3 separate regions of the Sus scrofa genome follow, and all the other regions are linked to region 3. A link is a contact called in public Hi-C and HiChIP or PLAC-seq data. All regions are on one chromosome and are shown on one strand. The core of a region is the stretch at or near the end of the contact, and the rest is flanking DNA. Distances in the headings are between cores, read along the strand shown.

What was found. Hi-C and Micro-C count contacts between places; a contact is called where the count stands out from the background. HiChIP or PLAC-seq counts read pairs in DNA pulled down with a chosen protein or histone mark.
Region 1: an H3K27ac HiChIP or PLAC-seq map of alveolar macrophages shows a contact between it and region 3. The contact joins the promoter of CTBP2 here to the enhancer-like site in region 3. A contact is called at or near these places in 1 of 5 promoter capture datasets (fetal skeletal muscle), 4 of 47 Hi-C or Micro-C datasets (embryonic fibroblasts, liver and skeletal muscle) and 2 of 2 datasets of contacts at active chromatin or transcription factors (alveolar macrophages and skeletal muscle).
Region 2: a Hi-C map of skeletal muscle shows a contact between it and region 3, with 3 times the contacts expected there. The contact joins two enhancer-like sites. A contact is called at or near these places in 5 of 47 Hi-C or Micro-C datasets (alveolar macrophages, fetal skeletal muscle, omental adipose tissue and 2 more) and 2 of 2 datasets of contacts at active chromatin or transcription factors (alveolar macrophages and skeletal muscle).

What each region holds. Positions count from the first base shown.
Region 1 is chr14:134,487,132-134,490,146 of Sscrofa11.1, reverse strand. CTBP2 (C-terminal-binding protein 2) reads left to right here and starts at 1,342. Exons shown (of 11, transcript XM_021073631.1): 1 at 1,342-1,471. It overlaps LOC110256807, which reads right to left and starts at 1,449. Exons shown (of 1, transcript XM_021073633.1): 1 at 1-1,449. The coding sequence starts at 1,421. The coding sequence ends at 336.
Region 2 is chr14:134,533,076-134,536,133 of Sscrofa11.1, reverse strand. No RefSeq gene overlaps it. Among named protein-coding and RNA genes, the nearest start is that of CTBP2, 46 kb to the right of the region's middle. Within about 2 kb of position 1,378, at least 14 of the 83 cell types and tissues checked have an H3K27ac peak or open chromatin away from gene starts, as enhancers often do. A contact at or near this core is called in omental adipose tissue and skeletal muscle, where this site is marked.
Region 3 is chr14:134,352,688-134,355,387 of Sscrofa11.1, reverse strand. All of the region lies in intron 3 of CTBP2 (C-terminal-binding protein 2), which reads left to right. Among named protein-coding and RNA genes, the nearest start is that of ZRANB1, 100 kb to the right of the region's middle. Within about 2 kb of position 1,292, at least 38 of the 83 cell types and tissues checked have an H3K27ac peak or open chromatin away from gene starts, as enhancers often do. A contact at or near this core is called in alveolar macrophages, fetal skeletal muscle, liver and 2 more, where this site is marked.

The sequences.
Region 1 (3,015 bases), core at 93-2,592, 130 kb before region 3:
GCAGTCCCTGCGGCCTGCAGAGGCCAGACCTCACACACCCCTTCCCACGCCTTTGCTGCTCAACGTCTCAATCCAGTTCCTAACATCTCAATATGGTTTTTAAACAGATCGAGACTAAGGGCTCCATTCAGCCCAAGAGGGGCTCTTGCAGGACGCGCGGCCGATCTCAGAGACGTGAGATGAGTTTGGGGGGCTCTGGGGCGCAGGCAAAAGAGCCCTCCCAGCCCGCAGCCGCTGACTCCTTTCCGCAAACTGGGCTCCCACACCGCGGGTCACGGGCGTGCAATTTCGTCTAGGTGCGGCCGGCGCTCGGCCTGGATCCTGGTGTTCAGACACTAACCTCGGCGCGTTGGGGCGGCGCGCGAGCCCAGGTCCTTGATTCTCTGGAGCCGCTGCGGCCGCAGAGCGCCTCCGTCCCGCGAGGCCCGGAGCTCCCACCCAAGGCGAGGCTTTAAAAATAGCCCCGGCGAGATCCAAGCAACAGGAAGGAACATTTTTTTTTTTTGATGTGTAAAAAATGTTTTTGCTTCTTGTAGGGAACGCAACCGCTGCAAGTTCCAGCACACAGGGCTCCCTCTGCGCGCACCCACAGCTATCGCCGCCCCTCGGGCCAGGCGCGGGCACCGTCTCCCGGATCCGGATTTGGGGAGCGCAAGTGCCCCCTGTGGCCGGCCTGCGCCTGACCCCGCGGGCCTTGAGAAGGCACAGGCAGCCGGCGCGGGGGCCCGGGAGGAAGTTGGAGCCGTGGGGCCGGGAAGGGGGCAGGTCGTCGGCGCCGTGGGCCCGGCGGGGGCCCGAAGGAGCCAGGGCCGCCTCGGGGCGCCGCGCCGCGGTCCGCCCGGGCTCGCGTCCCCCCACGTGGCCGGCCGCCCGGGGCCCCACGTGGAAGGGGCGGAGGAGGAAGGAGGGCGAAGGCAGGGCCGGACTCCTGGCCGCCGCCGCCGCTGGACCCCCACCCCTGCCGCCAGGGCCCCAGCGTTACGCGAGGGCCTCCCGGGCGGGGCCTGGCCGGGGAGTGCCCGCCGCGCCCGGCCCCCTCGCCCGCCCGCCGCGCCTGTGTGCACTTTCGCGGAGCCACTAATCCCCGAGAGAGCCGATTTGTAGTGAAGAGTATCCGTAGGGGGCGAGGCCGGCCCATGTGGGGTTGTGTCATTGGTTTGCAAAGAGAGACCCCGCCTTTGCCCAAAAAAAAAAAAGAAAAAAGGAGAAAAAAAAAAAAAAAAAAAAAAAAAAAAAGGAGCGAGGAGTGAGCGGGCGGCGACCCTCACCTCGCCTCCCGCCTCGCTCCTGCGCAGCCAGCGGCCACCGGGAGACGCAGTCGGCGTCGCTTCTTTCCCTTTCCTTTTCTCTCCGTTTTCCTCCTCCTTCCCCGGAGGAGAAAACAAATAAAGAAGAGCAAATAGCCGGGAGGCGCTCGGCATCCAGGACGCTCCCTCCCCCGATCCAAGTTGGAATTAGCATCCTCTTGGGGGTGAGCGAAGCGCGGGGCGAGGGCGGGCCGGGGACCCCCAGCGCAGCCCCCTCCCGGCCGGCGGGCGTGGGGCCGGGACGGAGCTGGGGAGGATCGGGAGCCGGGTGGGCGGAGGAAGGGGGTGGGGTGGGTGGGGAAGTAGGAAGAGGCTCGGCGGTGAGGGGAGGAGGAGGAAGGGAAGGGGAGGGATAGGGTGGGGAGGGGAGAGAAGGGGGAGGAGAGGGAAGGGCAGTAGGGGGAGGGGCGGGGAGCTGGAGAGATTAAGTTTTTGTGTGTGTGTCCCTGTGTGCGTGTGTCATTTTAAGGTGGCCCGGGAGCGGCCCAGAAGAGCCGGCGGCGGCCCAAGGAGCGAGGGACGGAGCCGGGAGCCATGCCGCGCTGAGGGGGGGGCCGCACAGCCGCCGCCACCGCCACCGCCGCCGGGTGGGGTGGGAGGGGCGGGAGCCGCCGCCGCTGCCGCCGCCGCCGCCGCCGCCGCCGCCGCCTCCCGGGTGGGCGCCCTTCGCCTTGGACGCCGGCGGCCCAGGACGAGGTAAGGGGGGCCCCGGGGGAGGGCTGGGGCCGCCGCCGCCCCCGCCCCCGCCTCACCTGCGGCCACGGGCTGGGGGCGCCGCGCCCGCGCCTCACTGCGCCACTGGGGGAGGAGGAGGAGGGCGAAGGACACGGAGCCGGCATCCGAGGACATCTTTGGTCTGCGCCCCCGGCCCGGTGTCCCTGCTCGGCGCTTGGGGGTGGGCGCCGGCCTGGGGGTCCTTGCCCGCGCCCCCCCCCCCCGCCACCGCGGATCGCGCCCGCTGGCCGCCGTTTGCGCCAGGATTTTTGTTGTTGTGATGAGAGTTGATGAATGCGAAGTAGGCGGTCACCTTCCTTCCCATCAGGATTGGGAAAAAAAAAAAAAAAAAAAAAAAAAAAGAAACCCCGAGTGCGGCGGCGTCCGGAGGGCAGCGGCGGCGGCGGCGTCTCGGCGACGGTTTCCTAGGTGCCCCCGGCTCCCATTCCCCGAGGCCGGTGGGTGCGCGCGCGGGGGCTGCCAGCGACCCAGGCCGAGCGCGCGGCACGCCGCGGGGACAATACACCCGGATCCCTCGGGACCGGGAGTCCGAGCGCGCCGGGCCTTTCGCCTGCGGGGCGGGGGCGGGGGAGGGGAGCTGAGGGTCCACTGGGAAACCGGGGCGCGCTCGGCTCGGGGCCCCCAGGGGAGCGGCCCCTGCCGGCAGGGGATCCCGCGCGGCGCCCCGGGAGCGCAAGTGAAAGACGGGAAAGGAGGCGAAGTGGAACCCTTTTGTTTTGCCGGCCCCGCATTGTTGGCTTCTCCGGGCAGCCGGGCCACATCTGCCGCCGCCACCACCACTGCCGCGCCGGGCTCGGCCCGCCAAAGTCGCAGCGGGGCGGGGGCCCGGGGCGAGCCGGGCGGCGGGCGCGGGCGCGGGCGGGGGCCGGGCTGGCTGGGCATTTCCTCTGCCCGGCCGCGCTCCCGCCAGCACCACTTCCTCCTCGCCCGCCGCCGCTGCCGCCGCCGCCGCCGCCGCCGCCGCCGCCGCCGC
Region 2 (3,058 bases), core at 129-2,628, 180 kb before region 3:
ACATCAGTAGCTGTATTTCTTGCCTCCCAGTCCTGTTTCTGCACCCCTGGGACAGACCCAGGCAAACGGGACCCATTGGTCACCCTAGATTTACTTCCTTCTCTCGCTCTCTCCCGGTTCCCAGCTGTGGGTCAAAAGCAGTGGGAAGTAGGGAGGGGCCGGAGAGGAAGGGCACAGGCTTAGGAAGCCAGAGTCAGGCCCGCCCTCCCTGTTCCTGGCTGCTGAAGCCACTAAATCCGAGGACCAGGGGACCCACAGCTGGCAAGGTCCAGAACCCTGCAGAACCAGAGCCTCACACTTACGTGCGCAGTATGGCTGGAACCATCAGCAGGGTCCCTGAAAAGGAACACCCAACCCCAGCCATCCACCCACAGGGCTGGGGCCTCCAGAAGGGCCCCGCAGAGCAGTTTCCAGGCATCGCACTGGCCTTTGCAGTAAGTGGGGTCTTTTCCTGGTGATGCACTCTTTGCAATTTGATAAGCAAAAGAGAAAAGGGTGTAGGCAAGAAGTTTCTAGAAAACAAAGTTCTTTCTGGTTCCATGTGCCACCAGCCCCCAGGAAGCCCTTTTGAGGGTGATGCAAGGGAAAGAGTTCATTTCACATCCTCTTCTGGATTCTTAAAGCGTTTCCCCCGACCCCAGCCCCCCAAAACAGGAGGCTGGGCCTCCATCAGATGCTCAGGGAGGAGTTCCCACTGTGGCTCGGTGGGTTAAGAACCTGACTCGTATCCATGAGGCTGCGGGTTCGATCCCTGGCCTTGTGCAGTGGGTTAAGGATCCAGCATTGTTGCCAGCTGTGGCTCGGATCTGGCATGGCTGTGTCTCCGGTGTAGGCTGGCAGCTGCGGCTCCTATTCAGTCCCTGGCCTCGGAACTTCCCTATGCCCAGGGGCAGCCCTAAAAAGAAAAAAAATAAAAATAAAGATGCCGAGGGAGTCAGCCTCCAGGACCAGGAGATGATTGGTTTGCGAGGTGGAGGAGGAAGGAGCAGAGGCTGCCGTTTTTTGAGCAGGAAATGAGGGTGGAGATCCTGCTGGAAAGCTTTGCAGCCAAATAGAGCTCAATTCCCCCCACTTTCAACGATCTCTTTGCCTTGCTTTCTCTTTCTGTCAATATGCTATTATCTCCCGTGACTCCTGCCCTCCCAAGAAAAATGAGGCAGGAAATAGACAATATAATGGGAAATATGGCAAATGCACATTTCCTGTCAACAATATGCCTTACTAATAGATCGTCAGATGAGTATTTTATTAGAACAAAGATTATGACAGCTACAATATTTCCAGAGACAAACTAGGGGGGGATCAGAGTTAGAGGAATGTGGAAAGGGCTTTGCCAAGAATCAGCATGCCTTTGGGGCTTGGCTGTGTACCTCGGAGTCAGAAACCTACCCGTTCTAATCTTAGATCTGGCTCCAGTCTCCGTGTGGCCGGGAGCACCTCCCTCCCTTTTTCCCTCTGGCCGGAGGTCGATGACACCCAAGCCTGGTCCCCCTCCCCGCCCCCAGGCCTGAGGATAGGGGAGCCTTGCGGGGACGGCCCTGTAGATGCTGAGGCTTCCAGAGGTGGCTGTGATGGGTAGCCTGCCGATGCCTGGCTGTTCTTCCTGGGCCTGGCTGAGCTCTGCCCCAAGCAGATAGGTCCCCGGCCGTGCTCCTGCTGAGCTGGGGCTCTGAGCCCGAGCCCAGGGGCCCCCTTGGCCTGCCCGAAACCCACGCAGTGGATCCCCTCCAGGAATGCAGATGTCTTCCGAGTGCAGTGGGAGGGGTGGGTAAAGGGCAGAGTCTTCATGAAACTGCCTCCGCTGGTGTGTGCCCCAGAGAGCAGCTGGCATGGTCCCCATTTTACAAAGGAGGGACCCACTCACTCCCAGAGCTGAATTCAGAACCTGGGCCCTTGACTTGGGCCCACGTGGTCCTGTAGAATTGCTTCCACCTCCCAAAATATTATAATGCGTGTGGTTAGCAATGGATACGCCCCCTCCCCCGAGAGACCCGAGTGACCCACATGTGTGTCCCATTCCTTGAAGCCAAGAGCCAGTTGACCTTCATTCGTCACTTCTCCCTGGAGCCTATGGCAGCACCCAGCACCTAGTGAGTGCTCAGTAGCCATTTAGTGAATGAATGCATCCTGCAGGCATGTACCGTCTAACAGAGCAACTGCCCTGCTGTGGCCGCAGGGACAGGCAGAGACGCTCTCATCCCGTGGTTTGAGGACAAGACAGAAAGCGAACAAGTGCCGCCAACCCAGACACTCAGAATCCAATTTCCTTTCACCTCCCCAGAGAGGAGGAGGAAGGCTGGCTTCTCCCACGTCAGGGAGGACCGCGTGTCCAGAAACCAGAGTTCTCTGTGCTTTCTCAGCACGAGGAATTAATGAATTAATGAGCTCTAAGGTCTATTGCTGGGGAGGAGCGGGGGGAGGGGGGGTGGACGGGGCGGGGTGGCAGGTGGGGCTCCTTTTCTTCGGAATTTTGAAGAATGAGCCAAAGAAGAGCCCACACTTGATGGTTCCTCGGATCCAGAGCAGTGACTGGCAATGATGACTTCAACCTACACCACAGCTCGGCAACGCCGGATCGTTCACCCACGGAGAAAGGACAGGGACCGAACCCGCAACCTCATGGTTCCTAGTCGGATTCGTTAACCACTGCGCCACCACGGGAACTCCGCAATGATGACTTTGTCTCGTGAGTGGAGCGCTGAGACGAAAGCAAAAGGCAGAGACAGTCGCGTCCGTGGGGATCTTAATTTCCTTAGTAGCAAATTTATTTAAGATGCTCATCCCGAAGAGAGATTTGTCTGTGTGTGTTCCTTTTCAAACTTCACCAGGTTCTGAGGCAATACAGCCAGACCCATCAGGTTAGCAAAAATATCAAAAGGAAAGAGAAAGGAAAGAAGAAGATCATTTGGGGGTTTTACCAAAAACAAAAAGAGGGAGGGGTTCATCCCCAGAACAGGGTCTATAAATAGACCCCCCCCCAAAAAATAAGCAAGAAATAAAAATAGATTAAGCAAAACAAGAGTAATTTACTTATTTTAATTTAGCGATTTTAATTTTT
Region 3 (2,700 bases), core at 43-2,542:
CGTATGCCCCCTGCAAGTGTGGGAAGTGCTGGGGGGGCCCGTGGGAAATGGGGCCTCTCCCAAGACGGACTTGAAAGGGTCACGTCGCCCCCTGCAGGGCTCGCGGGGGAGCCAGCCTCGAGGGAATCCAGCACTTATCCAGCCCAGTAGATACTTGTAAATGTCACTCTTGGACCAGGAATCGCCGTCCAAATTTGCAGGAAGAATCTCAGGATTCCCCCTTTGAAGGCAACAAATCCGAGGCTCCGAGAGGTTAGCCGTCTTCCCCTGGTCACACAGCAGGGCAGGGACTCAACCCAGCCTGTCTGACTCCAGACTTGGGCCCAGTCGCTGTGTCAGGATAAACCACCAAGCACAGCACAGCGCTGTAGACAGCATGGGAAGCTCAGCAGTGGTGGGAAGTCGGGGAGGGGGGCCCATGCTGGAGGCCGAGGTCAGTGTCAGCGGGAGGAGTCCCAGGGTGCTCCGAGGCTCCCTTCCCTGAGTGTGATAGTGGGGAGATGGGCACACGCATCCCCAGAGAGCCCTGGGGACCACATCACGAGGGCCGGCCCAGCCTTTGCACATGGATGGGGAGCCTGGGTGGCATCCAGGGCACCCAAAGGGCTGTGCGTGGGTCCGTGCTGCTCTACCTCAGAGCCAGTCCCGATTGCTCTGCACAGTGCTGCTTTCCAAGAGTCAAGGGAATTAATTCTTCTGGGTGATTAAATGGAATGCAAACTGTTCTTTGGTCTTAAGAGGATTTACGCCTGAGTGTCAGGAAGGGCTCCAGCACACACAAGGGCAAAATCGAGTAGATGGAAAAGTACCTGTGGGAAACGAAGCAAGGTGACCAGGGCCAGAGCGCAGGGAGCGTGCCCTGCAGTCCTGTGCACCAGGGCGGGTGAGAATTTCACTCGGAGCTTCCTGGCAACCAAAGTAAAGTGGGAAATGAGATCCCTTGCAAGATTTACATTGTGCCTAAGATGGGACCAGGGAACCCATTGCTCCAAAAAACAGCTTACGGAGCAGTCGCAAGCGGCATTTCTCTTGCCCTTGAGCACACATCCAAAGACTCAGCATCAGCTCTAGATTTGCAGTGTTCCCTCTGCAGGGTATCTCAACCTGAACTTTCGCTTTCACAGGCTCCAGGTGCTGTGACAACTTCCTGCATCTCATCTAGAAACTTTGTTAACATTTTTACTAGGGCCTCATTCTGTCCAAGTTGCTAAATCAGCTCACAGGCGCTGGTTTGGGGCCCGGCCAGGCTGCTTCTGCAGCTAACAGCTGACTTCCTCCCCGGGTGTCTGCCACTTCCGCAGTCCGGCCCCCGGTGGGCATGGCCAAGTCTGTGGGGAAGTGGAAGGGGCTCTGCCTGGCGGGTTGGATGTTCTCACCAGCAGCCCGTCCCCTTCCCCCTCCACCCACAGTGCTTAAAGCTGACCTCCCAGCCTAACCAACTTCCCTGCTGGGGAGTTTTCTATTAGATGCTTTTTATTCGAAGGAATAAATATGACTTTGTGATGGGTTCTCGTGTCTTCCTGTGAACTGGGCTTTGAGCCTGGATCGCTTTAGAAGTCGTTAGAGTTTAAGAAAAAGTTACAGAGGAAAAGAGCAGGGCGGGGACATCCGACCAGCTGTGGGGCTTGGGAAAATTAGCTTCCTGGCTTCTCTCGGGCCTGAGGGCAGCACGCTTGGCCTCAGCCCACTGGACAGCAGGCCTGTTAGAGGGTCCTTAAGAATCACTCGGTCTTTAAGGGTCCCATGAAAAAGGAAGTGAGCTGAAAGCGTTGGCCTTTTTCTGTCTCCATCCCGGCCTTAGCGGCTGCCATACTAAGAAGCAGGGCAGTTTTTGAGTTTTAGGGGTCCTTGGCCCAGGCAATTTGGTTAGAAGAATAAGCCTGGACCCGCCAGGCTCTTCCAGGGCCCCTTAGGGAGGAGGCCGTGTCACCTGTTCCTCAGGGGCGCTGGTGGAGTTGAGGTTGGCTCATTGACAGGAGGGCTCCGGGCGCCAAGCGTGCAGGGCTAGGCCTGCTCTCCATGTGACACGTCAGCTGTGGCCCCAGGAGGACCTTGGCCAGGCAGGCCTGCAGAGCCGGGGTCATACTGCTGCTGTGCTTTGGAAGGACAGCCCTTCCAGGCACCAAAAGAGTGGGGTATCCTTGGCCTGGTTGGGAACCCCTCTTAGGGTTTTCCTGGCCCTGCTCTGTCCGATGGTGTGAAGGCCACCTACTGGGTGCCAGGCTCGCCTGGAAGAGGGGTCAGGGCATGTGATTCATGCTGGGTTGACTGCGGCCTCCCTGGGTCCCGCCGAGGCCTGCCTGCCCTGCGAGAGCCAGTCACGCACCCATGGCACCCAGGCCAGCACGTGGTCGAGCAGCCCCTGCCTCTGCCAGACTCCTGGCCTCAGTTCATTCCTTTCTCATCTTTATTTTACTTTATTTTTCTCAAACATCCCCTTCTGTTGTTGCCATGGTACATTTTTAGAACTTGAGAAATATTCCAACGAAATATCCCATGCCTCCACTGGCAGGCCCCCCACCGTGGGCAGGGCCTCCCTGGATGCCTCCAAGGCTCAGCCCCATCACGCCAGGGGGAGACCATGGCTCTGGGCTGCTCGGCCTCCCTGCAGGGTGCGGGTCTCTGCACCCCCGCCACCCAGGGAAGGAGAACAGACTTGGTGCACCTTGCATGCGGCCCTTGGGTTTGCTGTTGGGTTTT